Linked DNA regions of Mus musculus: all the other regions are linked to region 1. The links are chromatin contacts, called in public ChIA-PET, Hi-C, HiChIP or PLAC-seq and promoter capture Hi-C maps. All regions are on one chromosome and are shown on one strand. Each heading gives the region's core, a stretch centred on a gene start, on an enhancer-like site or on the middle of the called end of the contact. The rest is flanking DNA. Distances are from core to core; before and after follow the strand shown.

The links. Promoter capture Hi-C pulls out the DNA fragments that hold promoters and counts their contacts. A called contact is a pair of places that touch in the nucleus more often than the background predicts. ChIA-PET counts read pairs in DNA pulled down with a chosen protein or histone mark. HiChIP or PLAC-seq counts read pairs in DNA pulled down with a chosen protein or histone mark.
Region 2: an H3K4me3 HiChIP or PLAC-seq map of bone marrow-derived macrophages shows a contact between it and region 1, with 6 times the contacts expected there. The contact joins the enhancer-like site here to the promoter of Mindy3 in region 1. A contact is called at or near these places in 3 of 39 promoter capture datasets (the HPC-7 cell line, hippocampal neurons and liver), 4 of 484 Hi-C or Micro-C datasets (B cells, CD4 T cells, Th1 cells and 1 more), 2 of 115 datasets of contacts at active chromatin or transcription factors (bone marrow-derived macrophages and pancreatic cancer cells) and 1 of 9 other capture datasets (liver).
Region 3: a Hi-C map of Th1 cells shows a contact between it and region 1, with 4 times the contacts expected there. The contact joins the enhancer-like site here to the promoter of Mindy3 in region 1. A contact is called at or near these places in 1 of 39 promoter capture datasets (pre-B cells), 1 of 484 Hi-C or Micro-C datasets (Th1 cells) and 1 of 115 datasets of contacts at active chromatin or transcription factors (large pre-B cells).
Region 4: a contact with region 1 is called in a promoter capture Hi-C map of liver, with 7 times the contacts expected there. The contact joins the promoter of Rsu1 here to the promoter of Mindy3 in region 1. A contact is called at or near these places in 16 of 39 promoter capture datasets (the 3T3-L1 cell line, the C10 cell line, the HPC-7 cell line and 9 more), 2 of 15 datasets of contacts at CTCF or cohesin (the NIH/3T3 cell line and large pre-B cells), 9 of 484 Hi-C or Micro-C datasets (CD4 T cells, CD8 T cells, LSK cells and 5 more), 34 of 115 datasets of contacts at active chromatin or transcription factors (the 230-238 cell line, the SCID.adh cell line, T-cell acute lymphoblastic leukemia and 26 more) and 4 of 9 other capture datasets (adipose tissue, embryonic stem cells, liver and 1 more).
Region 5: an RNA polymerase II ChIA-PET map of memory CD8 T cells shows a contact between it and region 1, with 22 read pairs. The contact joins the enhancer-like site here to the promoter of Mindy3 in region 1. A contact is called at or near these places in 11 of 39 promoter capture datasets (the 3T3-L1 cell line, 3T3-L1-derived adipocytes, the C10 cell line and 7 more), 5 of 484 Hi-C or Micro-C datasets (CD4 T cells, CD8 T cells, double positive thymocytes and 2 more), 20 of 115 datasets of contacts at active chromatin or transcription factors (T-cell acute lymphoblastic leukemia, acute myeloid leukemia, bone marrow-derived macrophages and 14 more) and 1 of 9 other capture datasets (liver).
Region 6: an H3K27ac HiChIP or PLAC-seq map of regulatory T cell precursor shows a contact between it and region 1, with 9 times the contacts expected there. The contact joins the enhancer-like site here to the promoter of Mindy3 in region 1. A contact is called at or near these places in 4 of 39 promoter capture datasets (the 3T3-L1 cell line, embryonic stem cells, hippocampal neurons and 1 more), 2 of 484 Hi-C or Micro-C datasets (CD4 T cells and cortical neurons) and 4 of 115 datasets of contacts at active chromatin or transcription factors (cardiomyocytes, embryonic stem cells and regulatory T cell precursor).
Region 7: a promoter capture Hi-C map of hippocampal neurons shows a contact between it and region 1, with 4 times the contacts expected there. The contact joins the promoter of C1ql3 here to the promoter of Mindy3 in region 1. A contact is called at or near these places in 2 of 39 promoter capture datasets (hippocampal neurons and second pharyngeal arch cranial neural crest), 3 of 484 Hi-C or Micro-C datasets (Th1 cells, embryonic stem cells and myocytes) and 6 of 115 datasets of contacts at active chromatin or transcription factors (bone marrow-derived dendritic cells, embryonic stem cells, forebrain and 2 more).

The regions. Positions count from the first base shown.
Region 1 is chr2:12,417,536-12,421,540 of GRCm38.p6, forward strand. It overlaps Mindy3 (MINDY lysine 48 deubiquitinase 3), which reads right to left and starts at 1,925. Exons shown (of 15, transcript NM_024185.4): 1 at 1,624-1,925. The coding sequence starts at 1,717.
Region 2 is chr2:13,411,779-13,415,783 of GRCm38.p6, forward strand. All of the region lies in intron 27 of Cubn (cubilin (intrinsic factor-cobalamin receptor)), which reads right to left. Among named protein-coding and RNA genes, the nearest start is that of Cubn, 78 kb to the right of the region's middle. Within about 2 kb of position 1,978, at least 226 of the 459 cell types and tissues checked have an H3K27ac peak or open chromatin away from gene starts, as enhancers often do. A contact at or near this core is called in B cells, the HPC-7 cell line, Th1 cells and 2 more, where this site is marked.
Region 3 is chr2:11,546,138-11,550,142 of GRCm38.p6, forward strand. It overlaps a transcript of Pfkfb3 not described here. Among named protein-coding and RNA genes, the nearest start is that of Gm10851, 26 kb to the left of the region's middle. Within about 2 kb of position 1,689, at least 66 of the 459 cell types and tissues checked have an H3K27ac peak or open chromatin away from gene starts, as enhancers often do. A contact at or near this core is called in Th1 cells and pre-B cells, where this site is marked.
Region 4 is chr2:13,269,581-13,273,585 of GRCm38.p6, forward strand. Rsu1 (Ras suppressor protein 1) reads right to left here and starts at 1,835. Exons shown (of 9, transcript NM_009105.4): 1 at 1,620-1,835; 2 at 1,331-1,442. The coding sequence starts at 1,439. Gm13270 (a long non-coding RNA gene) reads left to right here and starts at 1,997. Exons shown (of 3, transcript XR_865976.2): 1 at 1,997-2,132.
Region 5 is chr2:13,231,696-13,235,700 of GRCm38.p6, forward strand. The region is part of intron 3 of Rsu1 (Ras suppressor protein 1); the gene reads right to left. Among named protein-coding and RNA genes, the nearest start is that of Rsu1, 38 kb to the right of the region's middle. Within about 2 kb of position 1,751, at least 31 of the 459 cell types and tissues checked have an H3K27ac peak or open chromatin away from gene starts, as enhancers often do. A contact at or near this core is called in CD8 T cells and memory CD8 T cells, where this site is marked.
Region 6 is chr2:13,130,812-13,134,816 of GRCm38.p6, forward strand. The region is part of intron 8 of Rsu1 (Ras suppressor protein 1); the gene reads right to left. Among named protein-coding and RNA genes, the nearest start is that of C1ql3, 120 kb to the left of the region's middle. Within about 2 kb of position 1,775, at least 13 of the 459 cell types and tissues checked have an H3K27ac peak or open chromatin away from gene starts, as enhancers often do. A contact at or near this core is called in regulatory T cell precursor, where this site is marked.
Region 7 is chr2:13,009,051-13,013,055 of GRCm38.p6, forward strand. C1ql3 (C1q-like 3) reads right to left here and starts at 1,814. Exons shown (of 2, transcript NM_153155.2): 1 at 1,210-1,814. The coding sequence starts at 1,797.

The sequences.
Region 1 (4,005 bases), core at 675-3,174:
CAGAAATAACCCAAAATGCATACTTCTTTAGCTGAAGTGAATTTCCAAAGAGTTAACTGAAACCGTCCATCAATGAAAAACTAACAACTATGTGTTATTGGGTTGGCTTATTTTAACAAGCAAAGCAAAGCAACATAGTAGCTTTACAAATGTAACTTCACAAATGCAAACTCTCTGAGTGTACCTTTGCTCTACAAACCATTTTATACCTGCATCTTATTTTCCGAAGACTGAGGTTACAGCTGTCAATTCAATGCAGTTATCGACCACAAAAATCAAGCCACTTTACTAATGCAGGAAGTCCGTGCCCTATGACTACTCCCATAATCCCAAAAGACTATCGACAGCAACATTTATCACTGCCCTCTAAGAGTAGCTCTGAGCATCATTAGACTAGCAGAGGAAGGGCTGTGATCCATATTCCTTTAAAGAATGTAACCAACAATATCAGATGCCATCACAAAATCAGGGATACTTGAAGACAAGGGAACAATCTAGCAGCAAGCAACACTGTGTTTCCATTCAGAGCACCACACCTAACCACATTAATTACAACATGAAACTGCTTTCCCGTATTACTCACCTAGATCTCCACCCTCCCACCACCCATCCAAAAAACATTCCAAACACTGACGATAACTTAAAGCTCACTCGAAGGCTGGAGATGTAATGATCTTAACAGTGGCACCCTCTTTGTATCACACATTGCAGTCCCAGGGCCCCTCCCCTTTCACTCCTGCAGCAGGTTAGCCCAGAGTGGCAGAGGCACTTGCGTTCTTTGGTAAACACTCTCTCACTCAAACTCTTCCTCATCAAAAGCCATTTAGAGCAATGGTTCTCAACCTGTGGGTCGCGACCCCCTGGGAGTCGCATATTAGATATTTATATTACTACGTAACCGTAGCAAAATTACAGTTATGAAGTACTTTTATACAAAATACTTTTATAATTAGGGGTTACCACAACATGAGGAGCTGCATAAAAGGGTCACAACATTAGGATGGCTGAGAACCACTAATTGGAGCAGGGGTACTAGCTCTGGGTATCCAACAGGCCAGAGCAATGGCAATAGAACCTAACACAGAGTACCCGAGGTGTCTGAGCCGGGTTATTGGAATCAAGTCCGGGATCTAGAACTGAGCGCAGAGTCCCGAAAGTGGTCAGAGCAGGGGTACTGGGATCAAACTCTGTAGGAAAGAGTGCGAGTACCGGAAGATTAGAGTTGTACTAGTACCAAGCGCCGGTACAGGGAAAGAAAGCGAGTGCGGGAAGCCGAGCAGCCGCAGCTGGGGTACTGGGACCAAGGGCTGGTACGGGGAAAGAGTGCGGATACTAGAGGGACTGAAGCCGGGATACTAAGCGCGAGCACAGGGAAGGAGTGAGGGGACCGGAGGGGCTGGAGCTACTGGGACAGAACGCGGGTGCCCCGAGTGCCTAAAGCGTGGTTACTGGGACCAAGCACGGGTACTGGTGAAGAATGGGCATTGGGGCCAAGCGCCAGGTACCCGAGGTGATGGGGTCGGGGCGAGATGGTGGAGCGGGGGTAATGGGACCGAAAGAGGCGTCCTGGCCCGACTCCCGGAGCCCAAGCTGAGCGGCTGGAACGGAGCCCTGCCTTGGTACCTTGCGTCCAGCGGCAGAAGATGGTGTCCGACAGTCCGGGACTGCTCTTGGTGCCCCACACCAGCTCCAGCAGCTCTTTGGTCACTTCGGACATGATGGGAACTGGACAAGAAGTGGGTCTTTGCTTCTCGGACTCCGGTCCCGGAACATAGGGAAGGGGAGGCTCGAGAAAAGGGCAGCGGGACGGCAGCGGTCGGACGCGAACGGGAGGTCGAGATGGGTGAGGGCAGCACACTGCCGGCACAGACCGCCTGTCAAGCCGGGCGAAGCGGCAACTAGGAGTTTCCCCTGCCGGAAGCGGCCTGACTTCCGGCTTCCTTTAGCCCCGCCCCCGCGGAGGGCTGGGAGAAAAAAAAAAAATCTCTTCCCCGGAAGCAGAAGTGGAGAGAGAGTCTCTAAACGCTAGGAGACTTTGGCTTTTTTTGGGAGCTGTCCTGTTTGGGGATAGTTGGACTATTGACTTTTGCACTGCCCTACCAGGGGGCTGAGACCTCCTCTCCTGGACTCTGCTCTACTTTTTTTCTTAACCTTTTTTAAAAAATTGATTTCTGCTCTACTTTTGTAGCAGGCTTTGAGGCTTTTGCTGTTACCTGGTCCTTGAAATCTAGAATATTATGTAAGCTAGAATTATAAGAGGATGGGCTATACCCTTGAGTTGAAAGTTGCCTTCCTCAGTCTCTTGATAAACCTTAAAAAAAAAAAAATCCAACCAAGTCATTAGCTAGTTACACCTGTAAATGCATTTGTGTATTTAAAATACCTCTACAGGTATAACACATTACAAAGCTAACTGGGGCTAAGCTGACCTAAACCAACCAATTGATAAATAGCACAGATTTCATATCGAAATTTTAAGGCCCCTATGTTGGCAGTACTTGGGATTAAAGACCCAGGTTTTATTCAAGGATTAACATTCCATTATACTTAGTATGAAAACTATTTGTGGCATTTAAAAAAGAATTTTCATTGGTTGGCTTTGACAATTAGGAATGGAAAGGGCAAATGTGCATTATAAAAGTTTGTGGACATTGGGGTGTTTGTTTGCTTATTTGTTTCTGGAATGCAGTATTTCATACTTATTTGGAAGTCGGACTCTGAGTCATGAAAACCCCAGACTCTTCCATGCTGAATATCAAGTTAGCTTCACTCCACCTTTGATTGTTGTTCCCTAAATTAGTAATTGCCATACACTTATCACCATTACACATATTGTGAGGTATAAAAGAAAAAAAATGTGTAAAAGGATCCAGGTCCTTTCTGGCATATGGAATATATTCACAAAACAAGGGATATTTTATTCATTAAGATATTTTGTGGCAATTTGATGCAACACCAATGACTCACATTTTAGGCACCTTGCTATTTAATATAGTAATTTTTCAAGACACATAGTTTGCTGATTTCAAAATACAGATATCTTATCTTGTTCCACGTTAACTAGTTAAGATAAATGAACTCATTTTAAATCACCCAGTTTGAAAACAAGGGTTTCCTAATGTATAGTTTTTTTAAAGCATTCTTCCCTGTAGTACCAGGGGATTGCTAAAAATACCTGTTGTGACCACGGCCTTCCTCATGAGTTTTTAAAAATGTCTCTTGTATTCTCTATATTATTTTTTAAAAAATTACATTCATGCCAGGCATGATGGCACACACCTTTAATCCCAGCACTTAGGAGGCAGAGGCAGATGGATTTCTGAGTTCAAGACCAGCCTGGTCTACAAAGTGAGTTCCAGGGCAGCCAGGGCTATACAGAGAAACCCTGTCTCAAAAAAAAAAAAAAAAATTACATTTATTTATTTGTGTGTGTGTCTGTGTGTGTGTGTCTGTGTGTGTGTGTGTGTGTGTGTGTGTGTGTGTGTGTGTGTGTGTGTAAACACACTTGCACATATGGGTTTTTGCATAGCATGGCACACATGTAGTATAAGAGGAAAACCTGAGGTAATGGGGTCTTTCATTCCTGAGGATGGAAGGCATGTTTCAGGCTAGGCATCAAACTCATTAATCTGTTTTATGTGTTAATCTACTAATGTGCTATTTTATTGGTCCTAGAGTTTTCTTTAACCTAATTTTATACAGTGAATCTTAGCTATTTTATAAGACAGAATATGCATGTTATTTTACATAAAGCTTTCTTCAGTCATTACAGTCTAAACCAACAATAACTTGTGAAATTTCACAGTACTTCATCTGTAACTCTCTATGACCATGGTATCCTTACAATTGCAGAGAGTTATTTACTTTTTTCCTAAAATGCAGATGCATGAAATATTATAATAAAATAAGTATTAATCAAAGGAGTGAAACATATACTGAAAGTTAGGACTAAAATTTACTTCCTGTGACAAACCAACATTCCAGCTTTGCCAACTCTTAAGACAT
Region 2 (4,005 bases), core at 728-3,227, 990 kb after region 1:
TTCATGGTAACTATTATTAATTATTCTAATTCTTTATTAAAATGAAGTCTTTAGAAGTCCATGGACTTCTATAAATATTGAATTTTATGATCATTGATGGAGCAGTGAATAACTTGTCCCTCCCCAGGGAGGAGGGAAAGACTTTGAGAGCCAAACACACTCTCCTGTGGATACATATGGTTAGTTCCATAGGCTATAGCCTTCAATTGTCCTGTCATAGTAAAACACTAAATGCTTTAAACATATATTATTGTGCCTTCCAATGGCCTGAGCATCTGCTGCAGATGGAAAAGCTTAGTTCATAGAACAAATTAAAATTATGGAACCTTGAGCCATAGAGACCTAGAGTGCTTTTGCCTGCCTCTTCTTCCAGGTTGCCAGAAGAAAGAGTAAGCCTGCTAAGTAAGAACTAAAATTAAAGTGTTTTCACATGTTTTAATGTATAAAAAGGAAGCAGAAGGGAGCTGTGAACAGTGGCCCCCAATATAGATCAAATAGATATGAAAATGCAGTGATTATTCTGCAAGCCAACTTTAAAAGCTAATATATGTATGTTTGTATGTATGCATGTATGTATGTATGCATGTATGTATGCATGCATGTGTGTATGCATGTGGGTATATAATGTCTCTAATGCTGCAATTGGAAATCTTCCCCATTTAAAAAGTTAAACCAGAATTCCTAACTAAGATTTATGATATTTAAAACTTAACCTTGTGACCAGCATTTCCTACCAGTGCAGTGTGCCTGTATGCATGATCCTCCCTGTGCAGTCTGCATGCACCCATGGTCCTCCCTTTGCAGTGTGCCTGTACCCATGGTCCTCCCTGTGCAGTGTGCCTGTACCCATGGTCCTCTCTTTGCAGTGTGCCTGCACCCATGGTCCTCCCTGTGCAGTGTACTCACAAGCATTGATAGTAGATGCCTCTGGACTTTTCTGCTTTGGGCTTAAGTATGGGAGGAAGAGAGGTGGAAAGTTGTGGGAAATAATGTCAAACTTTGTGCATGTAAAGGGATTTTTAAGTGGCTTAACGGTAGTTTGGGAAATTGTGGTAGGTTTTGTTCTTATTCATCTGAATCCTATGCTTCAAGTTCGAGAGGCTATGAGGAGCAGAGACCAGAGCTCTTTTGAACCAAAGGCTGGTTGTTTGAAGGCTGCAGCTCTGCATCATTTTATATAGCAAACTAGTCAGTTGAAAATTCTTCATCGTGAGGATGGTCAGAAAAGGGCAACGATTTTCTTTTCTTCTCCCAAAGACAGGGGTCTTAGGTAGCCAGTCTGATTGTAAATGGATCCTCCTGCCTCAACCTCTAAAGTGCTGTGATGTGTGTGTGTGTGTGTGTGTGTGTGTGTGTGTGTGTGTACCACCACTCTCTGTCTGAAAAGAATTTTGATCGCCTAAAAAATAAAGAATTCATATATTTTTATAATTTAAAAAAAATCGCCGGGAAGTGGTGGCACACACCTTTAATCCCAGCACTTAGGAGGCAGAGACAGGAGGATTTCTGAGTTCAAGGCCAGCATGGTCTACAGAGTGAGTTCCAGAACACAGCCAGGGCTACACAGAGAAACCCTGTCTGGAAAAACAAAACAAAACAAAAAAATCACATTTTACCCAGACAATTTTGGAGTCAACATCTTGTCTAAGATGCATCTTGGACTGCTTAATGACGTAAGAGAGATCAGCTTCATTGCTATACTTTTCAAAATTCTGAATGTGGATTATCCTAGTAGAAAGCTATATTCTCCCAGCTGGTATGGAGACAAAACTAAATGTCTGGCCTATAGAATGCACTTAAACTCACTTGTGAGTGGCAGGTGCTCTACTGTAAGCAGGGCTATTAGCAGACAGCTAACGTTGTGGAAGCCCACTTCCTCTAAAGGACTGTTCCAGGAAACATGACTCATCTGCTCAGGAAATGAGCAAGGAGGCGCGCCCTGATCAAAGAGTCAAACCCACTGTGGCTCACACACACAAAACCTCTTCTGCTTCTCTGCTTTGTTCTAACCAGGAAGGGAGCTTTTAATTACCAGGCTTCAGACAGAGAAGCTCTGTGGCTTTTGGAAGAAGGCTGAGAGGCAGAAGGAAGGAGCTGTGCTGTTCACACATGGGGACACTCTGTGTACAACTCTGTTATCATAAAGGGGAAAATGTTTGTAGACTATGGCTTTTGGGGTGGACACATAAGTATTTATGTGTGAAGGGTGTATTTTTGAGCACGTGGGTCTAAGCACATGTGAATGCTGCTGTGTGCAGGCCAAAGATCAACACTGGATGTCTTCAATTGCTCTCTACTCTGTTTAAGACAAAGTTTCTTCCCAATTTGACTAAGTTGGCTGGCCAGATCCAGGGATCCTCCTGTTTCCACATGCCTATCCCAGTGCTGGGGTTACAGAGATGTGAGGTGTACTATCACACCCAGCTTTTTACACAGGAGTCTGAACGCAGGTGCTCTTGCTTGTGTGACAAATACTTAGTAACTGAAACAACTCCCCAGGTCCCAAATACAGCTTTTGACAGTGCAAAAGGCTAGGGGCTGAACCATAGTCTGGGAGATTCTTTTTTTTTTAATATTTTTTATTACATATTTTCCTCAATTACATTTCCAATGCTATCCCAAAAGTCCCCCATACCCTCCCCCCCCCCACTTCCCTACCCACCCATTCCCATATTTTTGGCCCTGGCGTTCCCCTGTACTGGAGCATATACAGTTTGCGTGTCCAATGGGCCTCTCTTTAGTCTGGGAGATTCTATTCATGCTAGAATAATAATGCACTGTTTATGGGCATGTGTCCTATGCTGGGCATTACTGGGGGTTAAAATGCCTAGCAACTCTGCAATGAAGTCTCTACAAACTGAGGTGAGTGCAAGTGTAGTTAATGCAGAATTGTGAAATGCATCAATGATGCAAAGAAAACTGATTGTTTTCTTCACCCCAATTTTCTTTCTAAAAGCCAAAAAATGTTAAATTGTAGCAAATATACTCATTCTTTGTTAAAGGATTATAGAGAAGCACGGAGCAGTTTTTAAGGCCGTTACTAACAGTTTCCAAACCTTCAATGTGTCAATGGAACCTCTCCATTCTGTTTCCTCAAAGAGCTTCAGTTAAATCAGTAGACTAGAATATGGGTGTTGTCATTTCTCATTTATACTTTGTGCAAGGTGCCAAGATGCATCGAGGAAGCTGGCTGCAGTCATCAGCAAAAAGAAAAGGAAGAATTCTAAACGAGGGGCCACTAATTCCCTCCGCCTGCAGGATGGATGCACTATGAATCCCTATGGCTGGCTCAGGAGCTCTGCTTCGATTAGTACCGCGAACAGCAGTTAGCATTGTTTGCTGTGTGCTAGGCCCTGTTCTCATTCTTTGTGTGTATTAGCTCATTTACTTTGATTGTTCCATTTTACTGAGGGAAATGACACCCAGAGACTGAACAACCCATCCATGGTTATTCAAGCTTAGATTTAAACCCAGGCTTACTGGCTCTAGAATCTTCTTTCTAAACCGTCATGCTCTACTGAGCAGCATAGAAAGGACTGAGCAGGTCTGCAATAGAGCCCGATGCTTAAGGGTCACTTCTAGCCAGGGAATATTTGAGGAACATGAAGCTTTATTCTTACCACCCCACAGCTGTCAGCAGGCTCAACTGATTTGATTAAACCCTCCTTGAACAGATTTGATTCTAATAATGGGCTCCTCAACTGCACAAGTAAGAAATTTCATTTCCAATGATATTTTTCAAGGAGAACTAAAGAAGACTACTATTAGACTGACAACAGAATTTCTGGATCTTGAGAGATTGTTCGGGAACCCTGCATGGAAGCAGTTGTATGGACATGTGACCAGCAGTTATGTGCAAATACAAACATGTTTTTTCATTTCCCTTTTTGGAGAGGTTAGGAAAAAACAAACTTTAACTGGATAGAAACTTCTGTCTTTAAACAGATTCCAAGAGAGAAAGAGAAGACAAAATCCTAAGCAGAGCTGCATCTGTGGACTAAGGGG
Region 3 (4,005 bases), core at 439-2,938, 870 kb before region 1:
AGCATTAGCTCACTTCCTTCTCAGACACATAGGTAAATGGACTCCAGTGGCTTCAATGAAATCACTCAGACAGTACTTGATGAAGGTGACCTATGAGTGTCTCGTTTCCTAGCTTCCAAGTCATTCCACTGCCTCTTCCTGCCTAAGCCACTCCCAGAACCGTCTCGCGGGAGCGCAGTGACCGAGGTATACTTATTTACAGACTGACTGGTCAGTGAACCCGATCATCATCCTGTGGGATGAGTGGCCCCCACCTATGCTGAGGGCTGGATAGCAGATACTAAAACAGACTTGAAACTATTACCTTCCCTCAGACCACAGAGCTCCTGTGGGATCAATGAGAGAATCAGTGGCTGACAAAGCTCCCTCCTTAAGGATGTCTTGGGGTCTGCACTTAGAGAGAAAAAAGGAGGTCCTGACTGGGATATAGAGTCGAGGCCTTTTTTCACCAATGAGCATATATCTCTCACGTGATGCCGTCTCTCTACTTCTCACAAAGAGCTTGATTGTTAATAGAGGTTTAGTGTATCACTTGCTGTTTTTCTGACATAGATAACACACCATACCATGCCACAACATACCATGCCATTCTGTGCCAGACCAGACCAGACCAGACCAGACCAGACCAGACCAGACCAGACCAGACCAGGCCAGGCCAGGCCAGGCCAGACTACACAGCATGTGACAGATTGGGTCCATGTTCGAAAGGCAGATGCAAAGGCAGCTCTGTTCCTCACATAATTTGCTGTGTGACTTTTAGCAAGATACCTAACCCTTCTCAGCCTCTCTTTGCTTATTTCTCAAGCAGACATACTAATACTAAGGGGTCTCTGAGGGTGGACCTGAAGGTCACAGACTCACACAAAGAGCCTTGAGGGTGGACCTGAAGGTCACAGACTCACACAAAGAGCCTTGAGGGCGGACATAAAGGTCACAGACTCACACAAAGAGTCTTGAGGGTGGACCTGAAGGTCAAGGATTCACACAAAGCACCTTGAGGGTGGACCTGAAGGTCACAGATTTACACAAAGAGCCTTACTGTTAGGTCCCAGCACCTGCAAAGAAGCTAGAAGAACTTAGAGAGTTTGTTTCCTTTATTTTTTTTTATTCGTTCTTGGAGGAGTCTGGGCCTGGTTATTTTTATGGTTTTTAAAACTCTACTTCCTTGCTTTTTTTGATTGGTTTTGGTTTTGAACTTTGTGAGACAGCGGTTTATGGCCCAGGCTGTAACTGGATTTTCAGCTGAGGGTAACCTTTACCGCCTTCCTCCTCCACTCAAGTACTGGGCTGCAGGTGTGAACCACAGGCCTGGCCTTTGATTTTGTTTAGGGAATGGTCACAGTTCTTCTTCTTCTTCTTCTTCTTCTTCTTCTTCTTCTTCTTCTTCTTCTTCTTCTTCTTCTTCTTCTTCTTCTTCCTCCTCCTCTTCCTCCTCTTCCTCCTCTTCCTCCTCCTCCTCCTCCTCCTCCCCCTCTTCCTCCACAGTTCTTTTTTGAGACAAAGTCTCTCTGGTGCTCTGGCTGTCCATAAACTCACTGGGGCATTAACTCACTGTGCAGACCAGGCTGGCCTTGAACTCACAGAGATCTTCCTGCCCTTTGCCCCTCCCCCTCCACTACATCTAGAACAGTTCTAATCTGTAAGAGGATTTACTTAGCATGCTCGCCTGTGTGAGTTTATGTGCAGGATCCCACAGAGACCAGTAGAGGGCATCAGATTCCTCCACCCCCACCCCTCTGTGGTATGAGTGAGTATGGAGATTAGACAATTTTCAAAAGTCATTTTTCTCTTTCCACCTATTTACATGGGTTCTGGAGATCAAACCCGGGCCACCAGACTTGTATGGTAAAGAACTTTGTTCACTGAGCTATGTACATGGCCCTGGGTTTTGTATTCATTTAGTTGTTGTTATTTGTTTTATTTTGTTTTGGCCAAATCTCACACTGTAGCTGAGCCTGGCCTTGAACCTCACTAACTAGCTCTCACCAGCCTCAAACTCTTCAGCAATCCTCTGGCCACCATCTCTTGTGGATATTAACAGGTATGAACTGCTGTGTTCAGCAGTCTTGTTTTTGTGACACTAGGGAATCCAACCGCAGCTACATGCACATTGTGGGCATAGTTTCACCAGTGAGCTACTTCCCCAGCCCATCATTGCTAGTGAAACGTTGACCCACTATTTGTTGTCCCTTCTGACAACGAACCCATGCAAGAACACTTAAAATCCTATTGTTGGAAGACACTAGGCCTGAAAGAAACCTCAAAAAAAGAAATTTAGTCACAAGCCCAGGCTTTAGACTAAGCCATACCTATGAGGCTCTGATATTTTTCTCCATTTTTCTCCCTTCCCCTATTTCTTCTTCTCTGTGGTGCTGAAGATGGAACCCCAGAACCTGGAGATTTTTGTATGTGGGACAACCGTCTCCATCGTGGAAGATCCGGTCATTAAGGTGTCGCGTTTTTGCAGAAGTGCCACCTCAACCTCTCTCCACAGCACCTTCCAAATGCAACCATGACTTTCGTGACTTCCTGTGTCTAACTGACATGCTTCCTGTCCTCCTTTTTTGTTCTCTTAGATCTCACATTTCCTAACTTCTCCTATTCCAGCCGATCTCAAAACCAGTTTCTACAGTCCTGCTTCTTGGTCAGCCCTAATACCGAAAGTCTTCCCTCATGACAGCCGCAGTCACCCTGGAGACCAGTGGGGAGACAAGATGCCTAGCTGAAGTGTCATGTACTACCTCAGTGTATGAGGCGATCTGGCCCTACACTCCTCCCTCCACCCATATTATAAAATGTCACACCACGGGGGTCTGCGGCAGAAAGGCGGGAGGTCCCTTACTATCACCACAACACCAAACTCAGAGAGAGGCTGTGACTTCATCCATCACAGCTGGTCAGACACATCTCTCTCCATCTACAGTCTAGTTTCTTTAACAGGGGTGAGGAGAGGGTGGGGGGAGGCGTTTATTCTTAAAAACCAAAATCTCAAAACTACCTCTCTGTTACGACTTCTATTTGGTTTTTTGTTTGTTTGTTTGTGTGTGTGTTTGTTTGTTTTGGGTTTTTTTGGTTTTAGGGTTTGTTTGTTTGTTTGTTTGTTTTTAAACTAGAGTTAGTATTAAAGAGAGTAGAGAAAAACAGAAGAGTGTTGCTAGGTTGTTTGGTTGTTTGTTTTGAGACAGGGTCTCATGTAATCGAGGCTGGCCTCAAACTCACTGAAATCCTGCTTTTGCCTCCCAAGGGTCAGGCTTGTAGGACTGCACCACCATGCACAAGGTTTTGATTTCATGAGACAAGGTCTTACTATGTAACCAGGTCGGCCTTGAGTTCACAGATTTGCCAGCCTCGGCCTCCTGAGTACTGGGATTATAAACATGTCTTTCCACACATCTTAATTTTCGTTCGCAGTCCTCCTCCTCCTCCTCCTTCCTCCTCCTCCTCCTCCTTCTCCTCCAGTACAGTCTCAGGTAGGACTTGAACTTGTTATGTAGGCAAGGCTGACCTTGTATGATGCTTCCACCTCCCCAGTGCTGGGATTATAGGTGTGTACCACCCCACAGGGTTTATGCAGGGCTGAGATTGGACCCAGCACCTAGTATATGCTCTGCATGAACCCTGCCAGCAGAGTCAGATTCACCGCCCCATGCCAACCTCTGACCTTCCAGTCTTGGCACTTGTTGGATAACATAGGAGGTGAGCTCCCAGGAGGGAACCCCATGTCTATCTGGAAAATGTTGGTACACCGTTTCAAAGATGAATGTATGACTTGGCATGCAGTTGCTCAACTTTGCCCTAGTGAAGTTCAGGACATGTTATTGGGTGCTCCCTGCGGGTGAGGCACCTAAGGTTGATATCTGTGGTCCCAACAAATCCACTGTCCATCCTAGGGCAATGTACCTTGCAGTGTAGCCAGGCAGGTTGACCTGTGTGGATAGTACCATCAGGCTCCTGGCTCCAGGACTGCCAATGCTATGAGAACAGAAAGGCAAACAGGGTCTCACA
Region 4 (4,005 bases), core at 585-3,084, 850 kb after region 1:
CTTGGTATTCGAATGAGGAAGAGAGTCTACTGGATTAAAAATAAATTAATTGGACTGGAGAAATGGCTCAGCGGTTAGGATCACTGGCTGGTCTTCCAGAAGTCCTGAGTTCAATTCCCAGCAACCACATGGTGGCTCACAACCATCTGTAATGGAAGCCCTCTTGTGGTGTCTCTGAGGAGAGCAACCGTGTACTCACATATGAAATAAATAAATCTTTTTTAAAAAATTAATTAATTAAAGGCTATGCAATCTGTGCCTTGTAGAAAGGTGGGTTCACACAGGAAGATAGAAAGAGAACGTTTTTCATAGGCTATGATGTCTGAGCTGACTCTTGGCAGTTAAGTTAAGGGACGTCAGGTGGAAAGGCATATAGATAAGGAGACAACAGACTTGCAAGTCAGGAAGATCTGGCTGCTCAGGGTCACTCAGTGGAGCTTATTCAACATCGCTTGGAATGAATGCATGGAAGGGATCGGTTTATGATCAGAATCAGACCTTGTATGTCCCGCTGAGGAATGTGGGGGTACCACTCTCAACAGTTAAGCTCTCAGAGGATCCAAATGAAGTCACAGGAACCTACAGAAGCGTGGTGACTTACTTAAAAAGTGTTTTCAAAGACCAGAATTAGTTTGCAGAATTTAAAGATCATGAAAAAGTGGACACTAGAATTCTCAACACAAAATCTGGCGATAGTGATGCAGCATTTACACATGGGGATAACCGTCTCCATGTGGAGAAGAGGAGATGCCCATGAGAAGGGCACAGGCAATGGAGTTTATGACCATTCCCACTTGTACTGAGTTCCCTGTCTGGTTTTACAGATGAGAAAAAAACAATAAAGTAAGAGTCATATAAGTTCACAGCTGAAAGCAACACCCTGATTAAACGGGTGCTGAGCTTGGATCACAAGATTGAGCAATGCCTGAACACAAATGGGAGAATGACCCAGGAATACGTAATGAAGGAAAATGTTGAAAATACTACTGGCACAAGAATTCTTACTATGCATGTAATTTTTGAGTACCACCAGCTCATGATTCATAGAGTAAAACGTGACTTCCAAATTACAAACAAAAATGGCTACTTGGGACACTACATGGAAGATGGACTTCAAAGCTATGAAGCTCCCTCACCCGCTGAGAAGGAACTGCAGCACACCTCGTGTGACGTTCTCATCTGGTTCACCAGTCCCAGCAGAACTAACTGTGGTTTGCAAGCTCCTGACAAGTGACCAAGTGACGAGCAAAGGTGGAATGGCAGGCTTCCGAAACTCGCCTCCCAAGAGAGCAGTTACTTACAAACTTAGCAACTGTCCAAGAGAACTTACACAAGCCGTTGACATCCAACATACTGGAGATACCCCTGTCACTCATGTCCACTTCCGGCTGGTTCTTCTCCCTGCTCTCCTCCACCAGCTTCTTCAGTGACTTGGACATGTTCTGTAGCAAAGGACAACAAAGCACGTGGATGATGGCAAAAATGGGAGCCTGGGGGTTGTGGGGCAGGTTAAGGCAGGAAAGGAGCAGAGGCCCAGGCTGAATTCTCCAGGGCTGCCTAGGGGAGAATGGGTATCACCATGGAGTCCTTAATGGAGGACTTGGACCCCGCACACTCACCGCAGCGAGCAACACCTGGTGGGTGTGATTAGGGACCTGCAAGGGAAACTCGGGTGGAGAGCGATGAACTGGATCAGCCGAAAACAGGATCCCGCAGCAGGAACACACCCTGTCCCAGCGATCGCGCAGGCGCACACAAAATCCGGCCAACCCCACGCCCCTCCCGGCCTGACACTTCCCAAATTAGGAGAACTGTTTCCCAGCTGTGGCTCCAGGCGAGGCTCTGCCCACTGAAGAAAGTGGACCCCGAGGCGGACCAATCGTACACGTTTTAGTCTCAGAGACTCCGCCCTACGCTGAGGAACGCCCATCTTCTTGAGTTTGGAACTTGAATTGGACTCAGCAAGTGCATGTGATCTAGATTCTGCGCATGCTCAGTAAGCTAGCTGAAGGACAAAGTTCTGTGGGCGGAAGCAGGGGATTCTAAGCTGGTCGCTGGTACCGAGGTAGACTCTTAGAATGCAGCTTGTGTTGAGGGATTTGGAGTTCCGTCCTGAGAAATCCACAAGTCAGGTACTCTCTTTTGTCCTGCGTCTTTCGTTGCCGGTCCCCTCCCACGGAGAGTTGTTACCGTGAGTCCCTCGTGTGCCCCTGGCTGTCGCAGACCTGGTGGAGGTATGAGGTCTGGATTATGGTAAAGATTCTGAAGACAAAGATTCCGCCCGAAACTTATGTCCTCAGCTGGTAACTCACAGGTTTCTGTATCTAACTGTTTTGCTCCGTTCCTTTTGGTCTTGGGAACTGGAATCTATCTCCCTTAGGGTTAGATGCTAACAGTAAACCACGACTATGTCAGAAGTCTGAGTTGGTGTTTACACCCATGAACCGTGAAATCTTGGCTCTTAGAACTCTCCCACTTTCTTCAAATAGAATGGATGGATAGATAGATAGATAGATAGATAGATAGATAGATAGATAAACTTTCTGCTGACCCTCTGGGTTCTACCTCCTAATGACTAGATCTTGATGACCCAGTAAAAAACTTAATCTTAGTGACAATTTCACACTATTAAATAGGAAATCATTCCAGAATTATTCCTCTGGCATTAGGTACATGACAGATAAGCAGTCAGACAGACGTGCAGAAGTTTAGACACACATATATAAGCAATGAGCCAAGCAGGTACTAGAAAAAGATTCGGCACTTTGAATTTGAAAGCAGAAATTTCTCCTTAAACACACTTCAGATGAAACGATGATACTTGCAATGCAGGCAACTTGCATTGTCCAGGCCTCATCACTTTTTTTTTTTTTTTTTTTTTTGGTTTTTCGAGACAGGGTTTCTCTGTATAGTCCTGGCTGTCCTGGAACTCACTCTGTAGACCAGGCTGGCCTCGAACTCAGAAATCCGCCTGCTTCTGCCTCCCAAGTGCTGGGATTAAAGGCATGTGCCACCACGCCCGGCTTGCCTCATCACTTCTTAAGCTAGACATTTGCTGAGAGCACTGATCTAGCACAGTCTCATACAAGCTGTGGATGCAGTTTCAGTTTCTGTGAGCCCTCTAAGCCCAAAGCATCAATATTTATTAGTGCTTTTTGAAAGGTTACTGATAGTTTTTCTCTGGCTGTTTCTGATGGAGATAGTTTTACTATATAAGTTTAAAGCATCATTTAGGGCTGGTGTAACAAAACGCCATAATTCTGAAGGCTGGAAGCCCAAAGTCAAATGCAGGAAGATTTGATGTCTTCTACCCCTACCCTGCCCCCTTAGCCTGGAGACTGCCGCCTTTCTTTGCACCCTCACATTACTTTCCCTCACCCCAGTTCAGTTCATCCTCCACGCAGCTATGATGACCACAGCAGATCTCTTGCATCATGACCTTCCCTTCTTCCTCTAATGGATATTTCTTTTTCTCAGCAGCTCTAAAGACAATAAGTTTAACCTTACCTCTGTTTGCTAAGTCAGTTTGTTTCAACAGTCTACTTTTGTTGGCTCCTCAGGCAAGAGTCTTTTTTGGTAATTGATCTTAGTTAACATTTCATGTTCAAGCCTGAAGACCTTGGCTGATTTTTCTGCATGATTTGTGTTGTTTCCTGACCCCCTCTCACTGTTGTAAGTGGATTTGTTTCCGTCTAAGTCTGCATCCTTTTCTCCCTGAGTTATTTGTTACGTTTCTTTAGAGACAAGAGTACAGTTCTGTGCAGAAAGTCATCCCCAACCTGCCTTTGCTGGTGCAGGGGAATGGCAGTTATGAGTGTCAGCTATACTACTTCCCCTACTTCCTGCCTTACCATCTCTCACTGCAACAGGCAGCCACACACACAAACAACTCCTGGACCAGCAATTCCCATCTCCGTTGTGCTCCTGTCTTGAAATTATCTGGGGAAACAAGTCCCCTTTGATGTGTTTATAAAAAGATAAAGAAAAAGGGGGTATATTCTATGG
Region 5 (4,005 bases), core at 501-3,000, 810 kb after region 1:
ACACAGAGACACACACAGATACATACACAAGTGTTGCCATACAACACCCGACCTGTCTCTACTGGACCACATTTGCTCATGATGAATTTGTTCCTGGTTGAAGTAATTCAGTGACTTTGTATGTTGTTTGTCCTACCCACCCTACCACACACAGATACTCACATACATAGATGCACACAGACATGCACACACAGACACACACACAGAGATCCATACACACAGACACATACACAGATATACACAAACATAGACACACACAGATGTGTATATACATATGCACCACGTGCACAAACAGATATACACAAATATACACACAGATATACTCAGAGACACACACAGACATGCACACAGAGACACACAGACACACACATACACATGCAGAGAGACACACACAGACACATACCATGAACACACAATAACCAATAAAAATGTAAACGTAAGTATTCTGGATGCTGCAATAAAGAATGTAAATGTGGTGTTATTTCGTTACACTCTAGGCTTTTACAGCCTTTCTTTGAAAGAGTAAAGAGTAGTGAAGAGTACTAAGTTAGCTCGTTCCTACAAGGAAGATAAAGAAATGCTACCAACAACAGGATAATACGTGAAAATAAGCAAGGCTTCTCAGGATATATAACAGGAGCGATCTAACCATTCTAGAAAAGACGGACAGGTAGCATTTTCTGCAGCCTGAATGACGCCAACACTACAGAGTCTGTGTGGAATTGCTGGTGAAAGTCAAGTCACAGAGCCAGCCGTCAATCCTTACCCAACACAACTAGAGACCAGCCCCATATTCCGACCAGATGCAGTGTCCAGACTCCTTACATATGTGCTGTTCCTACAGCAAACCAGGAATCCTACCTAGCCTTAGGTGCCATTTCAATGACTCCATGTAAAAAAGAGATCTTAACTCTCACATGATTCTGGAAATTTTATATGCAAATAAAAAAGGTCATTTGTACTTAGGGTGATTAATTACCTTTGCTTTCTGGCCAAAAACACACGGTGAATAATGAAGTGATTATATATTACTGTTCGAGTTTGAAGTTTGAACTAATCATGTTGTGCTTCACAGATTTTATGGGATTTTCTCCAAAGCAGCTATTAAAGCAGTGAATTACGGTAGTTATAGGTTATTTAAAAACATAAAGTTTATGAAACACTGAAGCAAGTTTTCTTTTAACAGGTTTTAGATGGCCCTCAAGGTAAAAGTAAAAATTCGCCAATTATCTAAGCCCCTACCTTAATAAAGGCCACCATCTCCCCAAATATTATTAGACATACAGGTAACTAAAGTAATTCTACCTGTGGCTAATCAACAAGTATTTGCTGAGCATGAGTGCCCAAGGGCACACATGTTTCATGGGCCTCCTTAGGATTCTGCAGCTTAAATAGTTTTATGAACCACAAAACCACAAAAACAAAACAAAACAAAAAAAAAAAAATCCTGAGTTAACCACTGCACAGACACACAACTGTGGTGTCACCCTCTTACCAACTACAAAGCGAACAATCAGTTATATAAAAATTAGAAGGAAATTGTAACAAACAAGCAATAAAGTGGGTTTGTAATATGAAGCCAAACAGGCAAAAATGTACGTCCCTGAGCTACAAAAAGGGCATGCACAACCACACGCAACTCCTAAAGATATGACGGGTGTGAACTGCCTCCCTTCTGAGCAGACACAATTTGACTGGCACCTAGAGTCTGCATTAGCTTAGCAGAAAAGAAATATGTTCCTAATCACACGTGGTGTGGTTTTGGTTCCCCACTAACTCAGTCACACATCAGCAGCTAGCTTTGCCTGGGGAGCTGGTTGGGACCATCACATCCAAAGGAGGAGAAACGGCTCTGGAAGCCGGGGAGAGGAAGTGACGTCCAGTGAAACGGAAGATCAGGACAGACATCCTGCTTCAAAAAATACCTCGAAAGTTTAGAAAGACGAAGAGAAACAAGAGACAAAAATTAAAAAGACACACATCCTCCATCAACAGAGGAAGCAAGCTTGGGGCGTAAACAACCTGCTCAGCCTCTTTGATGTGTATGCTTTATTATATGTAATACACTATAATAGTATAGTTAATATAATGTAGTATATGAACACATGTATGTTCAGGTGTGATTATGAACAATAAGCGGCAGATAACACTTAATTAAGTCCAACCGTCAGCACTTGCTCAGAGCACCGTTTGCCCACATTTCTGCCTTTCTTTACAACTGAGAATGACCACGGAGAGGCCGCATGGGGTGCTCTGCCTATCAGACCATGTGCTTAGAGGCTGAGGAAAGGGGTCATTCCGTGAACAGGGAAGAGAGGGGAGGTGACGAAGATGGCCAGAGACAGAACAAGACACACAAACCACCCTCCAACCTTGGCAAGTCTGCCTGGTCTAACGGAAACAAAGATCAGAGCCACAGAAGTGTTCGGTCCATTAAGCACTGGGTTTCCCTTGCCTGGAACAGTTAAAGTGCACACATAAATCACTTAAAGAAGTAGCCAGGGGAGATGGCAGTGCAGAGGCTCAGGGTGCAGAAGATCAGAACCTCTGACTCTGATTATTTAACCACGTTAAGTGTAATTCCTCCACTTAACAGAGGGTACAGTTTGATGAATGCTATCTCTCGCCTTGCTTAATTCTCAGTTAACTCCACATGTGGGGTGCTGTCCCCCACAGCCTGATGAGCTGTGGGGAGCCTTCTGTTTTACACACCACATGGTCGTGGTTTATTTTGAAGGGGAAGAGGGCCTCACAGAAACAAGGGGAGTTCATCTAAGCTTTCTGACGGACGGCATAGGAGCTATGACTTCAGAGATGAAAGTGGTAACATAAAGAGAAGAAGGAACATAGAGGTGAGGAGAAAGGATACTGAAAATAAAAATTATGAAAAAAAATCAAACAAAAGACAGTTCAGACTGAATAGAAAATCAAAATTCTGTCAACAGTTAATTAATCACACCAGGACAAGTCTGTCCTACTGGACTGAGTAACAGAGAAAGCGAAAGTGGTCACAAGAATTTTATTACTTAAAAATTAATATATATGTATATATGTATAGGCACATTCCACTCAAGACTAGGGGTGGGCTCTAAGATTACAAATGCAATCTTATTTTTAAATGTAAATTCAAGCTAATAAATCAGGTGGCGCCTACTGGCACTTTTTATACCTGCTTCTCATTCATTTAGAAAATCATCTTTTGAACGCTCTGGAAAACTTTCTTCAAGAACCAGCGTCAAGTCTATCTGCTCTGCAAATACACCACTGCTGCCTTCACTCAGTCCCGCGGTTTCCAAACCTGAGATGTGCGGGCTTAAAGAACTGATGTACGGGCAGAGCAGGACCCAAAGCCAGTGACATCACAGGAGAGCAGGACCCAAAGCCAGTGACATCACGGGCACCATGTGTGCTTCTGAAGCGACTATGCTCAGTTTTGCTTTAATTCTTAAAACAACGACAAAGCTCAATAATTTAAGAATAATTAAAATACATACACCTGTATATTGCACATCCTAGACTATGTACACACACTTCCTTTGTTCTTTCTGTCTCTCTCTGTCTCTCTGTCTCTGTCTGTCTGTCTGTCTGTCTCTCTCTCTCTCTCTCTCTCTCTCTCTCTCTCTCTCTCTCTCGTGTGTGTGTGTGTGTGTGTGTGTGTTTTCTGTTGTGCTCAATTTAACCTTGGCTGGCTCGTTATGGTGCTACATCATCAGAGAACACTGTATGCATGCATCATCAGAGAACACTGTATGCATGTTCTATTTTGCTATTAAGTCACTTCTGTTTGACAGGCGTTGACCTCTTCAAGATCAGCCCCTAGGATGGAAACAGGACAGTAATTTGGAAGGTAGCAGGCTTATCTACCCCACATGACTGTCCTCACAGCCTGTCATATCACTCAAGCCGTGGTGATTGATGCCCTCCCATTTAAAACTATATCATGGAGGATTAACATGTTGCATTTCAGAGAGCTTCCTCCTTAGCATAGAACAGGTCCCAAGAAAA
Region 6 (4,005 bases), core at 525-3,024, 710 kb after region 1:
GCTTCTTGTGATTAAGCTAGTGTTTTGTTGCAGTCTGTGGACTATGCTGTGTGCCAGGATAGCTAGTTAGTCCCATGTTCTAGAGAAGTCATCCAACTGCATTATCCAAGGTGTCTCCTAGGGTCCCTTCACTATTATAGTCTGAATTCTCAAGTCTTCCCTGTTCCTTATCAGTTTAGAAACGCACTATTGGAGACAAGTGTCATTTTATCATCTCTCTTTTCCTAAACTCGAGCTCACACCTTCTGTGACATTCTATGACACACCATCACTGTCGCTCACAACAATTACTATTTATTAAATGAGCACTACATGGCCAACTCAGCTCTCAGGGACCTATGTGCATTATCTTATGTACATTTCCCTGGCCACATTAGAAGGCCAACACTATTTACTGATGTCCAGAAAGTTCTGTAAAAGGACTAGGGAAATGGATCAGTGGATAAGAGTGTTTTCTGTACAAGCATGAGGATGCCAAGTGCCATAGAAAAATGTAGGCGTGGCCATTTATGCACCTGCAGTCCCAGATACGGAAGGATCACTGGGGGCTGCTGACTGACAGTCTAGCTCCAGGTTCATTCTCAGAAGAATGAGACAGAATGGCAGAGCAGTGGATTCTCCTTTGGGTGTGTGTAGGTGTGCGCACACACACACACACACACACACACACACACACACACACACACACACACACGTTTAACAAAAGTCTCAGGCTTAGAATATAAAGTGAAAGCCAACTGTCTTCAGAAGTCATCATCCCACATTGTTGTATGCTCCGACCAGAACAACACATTAACATATAGATCAACACATAACACCCAAGGGAGGCACCACACTCAGAAAACTACTGTTACTTTTTTTTCCACTCCAAAAAAATTCATGTCTTGTGTGGATTTTTAGGTAAAAAAAGACTATTTGACACCCAATTGCCCACCATATAATAATAGCTTTCTTGAAAGAATTCAACAAAGATTTTTGTCTAGAGCTTGTTTCTTAAAGATAAAAAAGAACTGATTTTTTTCATGCATATTTACTATTTTTTAAATCTTAAAAGATTATGTTAAGCAAAATGGAAATGATAAAATATGGATTTAGGAGATGCTGATGCTGACTATGCCACAGATCACTATGAAATTTAGACAAATTTCTGGTCTCATGCCATGATAAAATGGAAAAAATAATATATTGGAACACAGGACAAGAACTCAACAGTTCATCTAGGTGGCTATGCAGTTATGAATAATTTTAATAAATATGCAAAGCTGGTATTCTGCCACATAAAATAGGTAGTCAATTGTGAACGTGATATATATTTGTAGACTATAATGTGTCCTTGGAATTAAATAATTAATTGTCACTTCCATGAATACCACTGTCTTCTGAGTCCAGGCTATCTGCCTTTTGCCTGGTACTTTTTAAAGATTAATTCTGATCTCTTCCGCATTTTGCCTGTGAGTATTACAGATTAATTTTACAAGTTAAGTTTTATTCTACAGCTAGGTTCTACTGCCCACTAAAAAAAGACCTGCAGACTCCCTGCCAAATGAATCCCTATACCCAAGATTCTGATGCCAAACAACTTTCAAGGATACAGTTTGAAATAACAACTCTTATTTGTGCCTTTCAAAATAACACAGAAAGACAGGGAAGAACGCATATACATAGAAATGTACATGAAAGATCTTTCGGGTAAAGACACGAGGACTCAGCCCTGCTATAGCTCAGAAAGGATGTAACTACGTATACATAACCTCCCAATGGGGACATGTTTGAGCTTTTCCTGTGCCCCACGCTTGAGATGCTGTTTCCTGATCACTGAATCACAAAGGCTATGTGTCTGCCTTGATCTCAAGGCAGAAACTGACATTTATCGAAGATAAAACGTGCTTGAGCTGTCTGTCTAGTTCAGCATCCAATCTTGGCTCACCAGAGTGAGCATACCTAAGACTTGGTTTTCTAGTGATTTTCCTTATAGGTAACGACAAATAAGAAATAAAAGTGGGGGCCCCTGGGCTTAGATTCTGGGTTGTGTTCTTAGGCTATCTTAAATCTAATTTCCTTTACTATGATTCTACATTGGGGCTGGGGACTCAAACTCAAGACCTGCTGCCTGCTGACTCTAAGAGTGATTGCGTGCTTACCAGTGAAAACGAACTACTGAGCACTCTCTGCACATCTTCTCCACGCAATTCTCCAAACAGTGCACTCAGTACTATAACAAAATGAAAATGAAAACTAAAACATGCAGTACTGTCCTCCACCTTCCACGTGATCACTAAGCCTCCTGACGCTTACAATACCTTAACGGATGACTGTAAGACACGGTTGTGTTACTCAGGCTCTGGGAGAAGGAAGCAGCCTGACGACAGGCCATCTGTAGGCTGGGCCTGCACTCCATGGGAAGCCCCAAGTTTGAGTCCTGGCTCTTCCACATACTAAATGGAACTCTGGGAAAATCTCCGTTCCCTTGGATCTCAGGTTTTCCTTTTCTAAAGAGGCCAGGGGGCTGAGAGGTTGGGCCACTGTATAAGAGCGTTTGCGCTACAGGCATGAGGATCTTAACTCAGACCACTAGCAGTCATGTGAAAGGCTAGACTTGGCATATGCCTGCCTACAAAACTGGCACTCTGGTGCAGAAGCTCAAGATCTTACTGGCAGCTTGCTTCCTGCCCAACACCTCCTTCCCTCCCTCCTCATCCCACCTAGCTTCCTGCCCAACACCTCCCTCCCTCCCTTCCTCCTCATCCCACTCCCACCCCCAAAATTGAGCTTCTGGTTTAATAAGAAACAGGGTCCTCAATGGAAGAGCTAGAGAAAGGACCAAAGGAGCTGAAGGGGTTTTCAGTCGCATAGGAGAACAATGATATGAACCAACCTGAACCTCCAGAGCTCCAAAGGGAAAAAAAAAAAAAAAAAAACACCATCCAAATGGTACACATAGAGGGACCCATGGCTCCAGCCACATATGCAGCCAAGGATGGCCTTGTTGGGCATTAATCGGAGCAGAGGCCCTTGGTCCAATTAAGGCTCGATGCCCCAGCAAAGGAGAATGCCAGGACAGGGAAGCAGGAGTGGGTGGGTTGGTGAGCAGCAGGAGTGGGGATAGGTTAGGAGGTTTTCCGAGGGGAAACCAGGAAAGGGGATAACATTTGAAATGTAACTAAAGAAAATAATAAAAGACAAAACAAAACAAAAACAAAATAAACCATAAAAGAAACATTGTCAAGATAACACAAAGTGTGAAAGAGAAATATACTGGATGCCTTGCTTTGGCTCCAATGGTGTACTCACAGGCACGTACTACAAATATACCACACAGATCCCAATACCACTACACAGATACCCCCCCCCCATGCCATATCCTCATATACCCATATGTAAACAACCCTCACACACACACACACACACACACACACACACCACACCTCCACACAATACCCCACACACCATGAATATATACACACCATACATACATATTACAAATATATACCACACACACATAGATACACACACACACACCACTCATATACACACACTATGCGCTTATAACACAGAGGCTTAAGCAGTATCTATCTCCACCTTGTGATGATTAAATAACAATCATCCAGTGACCATTAGTTGTAGAGTTGTTTTCTGTTACTGTAATAATTTGGTCTTAAGGAGAGATGAGTTATTCAGGCTAAGTGACCCAAAGGATCTGAGGTCTCTCTCAACTCTGAAGACAGGGGAGAATGGAGTAGCTCTTAGAGGTATGGGTGGGAGAGGTGGTCCAGGCCTGGTAACAGGGCTTGAAATCCTGTGGGTAAATCTCTGTCTCCTTAGGTAGCTCACTAAACAGAGCTGGGATTGGATTTTATTTCCTGAAAAGTAAGGTGGGACTTTAGATAACTACTGTTCCATATCTTTTTAGTTCTACAGAAGCTGAAGATAAAAAGTTAGAAATAGACTTAAGTAAGCCCACACTACTATCCTGTAGGTACACGTTTCAGAAGATTTCTTTCTGAT
Region 7 (4,005 bases), core at 564-3,063, 590 kb after region 1:
AATTACTGCGTGAAACGAGGTATCTTGAAGGTGATGACAGGGACGCGGGATCTTTCTTCTTGTTGGTCAGTAAGCAAAGTGTAGGGCTCAGGAACTCAGCTAGCACAGTTGGCTACCAGTACGAAGGCCTCACCACCGGGTGCCTGCTACTTGGACTGTGCAGAAGGTCTGATTACACTTTTAGGTAGTTAGAAGTGTATTTTCTCCCTGCGGCTACAAGAACAAAGATGCTTCGGTTTTGCACTGACTTGACTCTAACAAAGGCAAAGTAGTCCTGGCCCGCACTGCAAGCCAGTGTTCCTTGTGGCACCACCTACCAGCTCTGAAGAGCAGGTCCTGATTCAGGCTCATATGAGGCTATTTTGCAGCCAATGCAAAGCCAGGCAAGGCAGCTGTGATCAAGTAGGCTAGGATTAGGAAGGGCCTCTGCCGCGCTGCCCTGGAGATAGTGGGTGGTGAAAGGGCTGAGCTCTGACCCGGCAACTTCCCGGACCACTTTCTTGTTCCTTTTCCTACTCCAAGAGTGGGGGTTCCTGTGTTTGCATGCCAGCTGCTATACTGTTACAGTGTAAATGCAACTTTTTCTGTTCCCAGCAGTTCTTCCTTTGGAAACTAACTGGAGTGTAAAGTGACTATTGAGTTTCACCGCCCAAAGCCTCTCAAAGGCCATGCCATTACATGCGCGCGGCAGAGTGCTGTCTGAGCCCTGGGCAGCCTTGTCTGAGACTCGCTCTTGGGGTCCTTCCATCCTCCCCGGAATGCTGGTCTATCTCCTCTGAATCTGGAGCCCTGACACGCCCATTTCGGGCTTCTGAAACCTTCTACATTCTCAGAAAAAGGCTGGAAGCGACTCTAAACTGCAGATAATGCCACAGACCAGGGATTCCCGGCCTGCTGTAAGACAGTTGCTGCAAGTTCACGAGTTGGCCCCGGGGCCAAGATCCCAGTTTCTCGCCCCTCGAGGGTTATGCTCTCAATTGCACGCGCCGAGCACGGTTCTGGCACCCTAAAACTACCTTGTCTGGGCTGCAAGGCGCTCTCCTCTGCGTATGACCCCCGCCTTTCCAGCATGTCACAGAGTCCCCCTCGCTTTAGCCCGGGGAGCCGGGTTGCCGCACCCTTCCTCCGCGGGCTCCCACCCCCATTTCCGGGGTCTCCTCCCTCTTGTCAGCACCTTCTCCGCCCTCCCCACTGCCTGCCCGCGCTCACCTGGTTGTTTTTGCAGAGATCAGCCCACATGCTGGTGCCGTCCCCTCCGCGCATCAGGACGTGGTAGGTGAAGAAGTAGATACCCGGTATGGAGCAGGTGAACTTGCCCGTGGTGGGATCATAGTGGTTTCCGAGATTGGTTACCACGTCGTCGAACTTGAGCACCTCGTAGCCTTCGTGCTGCCGTTTGAGGCCAGCGTAAAAGGCGATCTTGGGCACCGTGCTATAGGTGGCTGCACTGATAGCCCCGGCCGCGTTCAGGCCGGGCGCCCCAGGCGGGCCGGGCAAGCCTTGGCGACCCGGCTCTCCCTTCTCGCCCGGGGGCCCCACGGGGCCCGGCGGTCCGGGCTCTCCCGGGGGCCCACGCGGGCCTGCCTTCCCCGGCCTACCGGCCTCGCCTTTGGGACCCTGGATGAAAGTGGGCAGGGACTGCATAAGGCCCCGGTCCGGAGTGGCGGCGGTGCTGGGAGCCTTGGTGCCCCCATAGGGGTCGCAGACCATGCGGCAGGTGCCCAGCATCTCGTAGTGAGCCGACGTGCCGGCCGAGCTCACCAGCACCGGGATGAGGATGACCAGCAGAAGCACCATCACCACCCCCAGCGCCCCGGCGGCGATCAGGCGCCTCCTGCTGCCCACGAGCCGGCTCAGCGCGGGCCGATCCTCTTGTCTGCTTTTGGACAAAATTTTGAAGGTTGGGCGGGGACCTCTTCAGAGCCGAAAACAATCCCCCTTCGAACCCCAACTCCCCTGGGCGGGCGCGCGCCGGTCGCTCTTGACCGGCTCCTGCTCCCCCCCGCTGAGGCTGCGGCTAGGGAGGGAGCTGGGGCGCCAAGTGACTTGAACTGAAGTCCCGAGCTGGGGGTGGGGGTTGGGGGGAGGGGTGCTCAGGGCGCCCTCTCGCCTCCTGCCAGCCCCTTCGCACCTGTGGCTGCGGCGGGTGCCGGAGCGGCCACCCGGAGGGCAAAGCCAGCTGCCGCCTGCTGCGCTCGTCCGGAGCAGCTCACACTTTTATGCCGCTGCTGCCCGTGATCGACTTTTCCTTTTTTGCAGACTGCGCCAGTTCTCACCAACTTTCTGTCTGAAGTTGCCCTTTTTTTTTTTTCTGCTTCTTGCTTTTCTTTTGTTGGCTTGGTTCGTCTGTCCTTGTCTCTTTTTTTTTTCTTTCTTTCTTTCTTTCTTTTTCTCCTGCAACTCCAACAGAAACGCACCCCCCAACCCTAGAGGGCTGCGGTTGCTTGGGGTCGGGAGGCCCCTGAGATGCGCGGAGCAATGGCAATTCGCAGGATCCGCGGCTCAGAGAAGCTCAGGGACAGAGGAGATAGGAGCTAGCCAGCAGCATCGAGAGCCTCGCCGCCGAAAAGCTGAACGAGAGAGCTGAACGCAGAATTCTGCCTGGGTACCACCTGCCAGGAGAAGAGGAGGCTGACAAACGCGCGCCGGAGCAATTTATAGGAACCCAAGGCACAGAGGAAGGGGAGCCGCTTTGGCATCTCTCTGCAGCATCTGCTCTGCTCATCCCACTCACACAGAGTTTGGCATTACTCTGACAATGTGGGATTTTTTTTTTTCGGCCTCTCCCCCCTCTCAGCAAGGGATGAACAGTGAAACCCTGAATACTTCCTTGTCTAGCCCAGACGATGGCAGCGCCCTAGCTGGTCATACTAGGGGGAGGGAGACAGCTGCGCAACTGCTCTCAGGACTCAAGGGTCACACCTAAATCTATTTCCCCAGTGCCAACAGCTCTTGTTGGAGGTGGAAGTGAAGGTTGAAAGGAGGGAGGTTTGATGACAACATTTCTCCTCTGGCTCATCCACAATCAGTGCTTCAGGTGTTTTTCAAAATGCCACTTTTAACATAAGGAGGGCTCTCTCCAATTTTCCAGACAGTAGATGTGCGTGCTTTTTTTTTTAACCTTAGCATTTGCTTCCATAGCCTTCTAGATGAAATAAGATGAGAACAGTGACGTGTACTTAAAAACCAAAGGACATTTCTTGATTTAAATGAACTTGCCCACCGCCCAAAAGGAGGAGGGCTGGTTCTTTTCACAAGTGCCAAGGGCTTGAGCATGCATGTGCATTTGACTCAGAGGCTTCCAGTTGCAGAGCCCTTCAGGAGACACCATCATTGGACTTGAAGTTGCATTTGCTTAAAAATGCAGCGTGCAGGAGAAGTCATCCCTTGTCCAAAGGCCTTTGAAGGTCTTACAATAAAGCAAGTGGTATTTGCGAAAGTGCTGGTTTTCATGAGACAGAGTTCTTTCTGTAGGTACCATAGCAGATTTCCCAGATATGCATTAGGGGAGGGAAAATAGGGAAATTATGACAAAGAACAGCCACCACCCCTAACAGTGGAAGAGCTGGAAGAAGAAACCACTTGAATTTAGAATACTAATAGAGGGGCCCCAGAGTGAGTATTAGGGGAGTTACCCCACTGGCAAATACATTTGACATATAAGAAGGGTTTAAATAAGTAAGTAGAATTGGTTTCCTAAATCACACTTTTGCATTCAGGAGCAATAGATGTCAATCAAACGTGGATGACATTTACTTGTCAATACGGAACGATGGCTGGGAAGACAGTTACTTATTACAACGGGGTGAGAATCTGAAATAAGGAGCAGGAACAAATAATAATATAACAAGCAAGTAGTACATGCTAGGTAACTATCAGCAGACTCTGGTCTTGCCTGTAGGCTCCACAGCAAGGTATCTCCTTCAAGATTCCACAGCCCCTCTGCACTGTGCCCCATCCCAACAGTTAAGTTCCTTCTCTGATTCAAAGCAAAGTCAAGTGGGC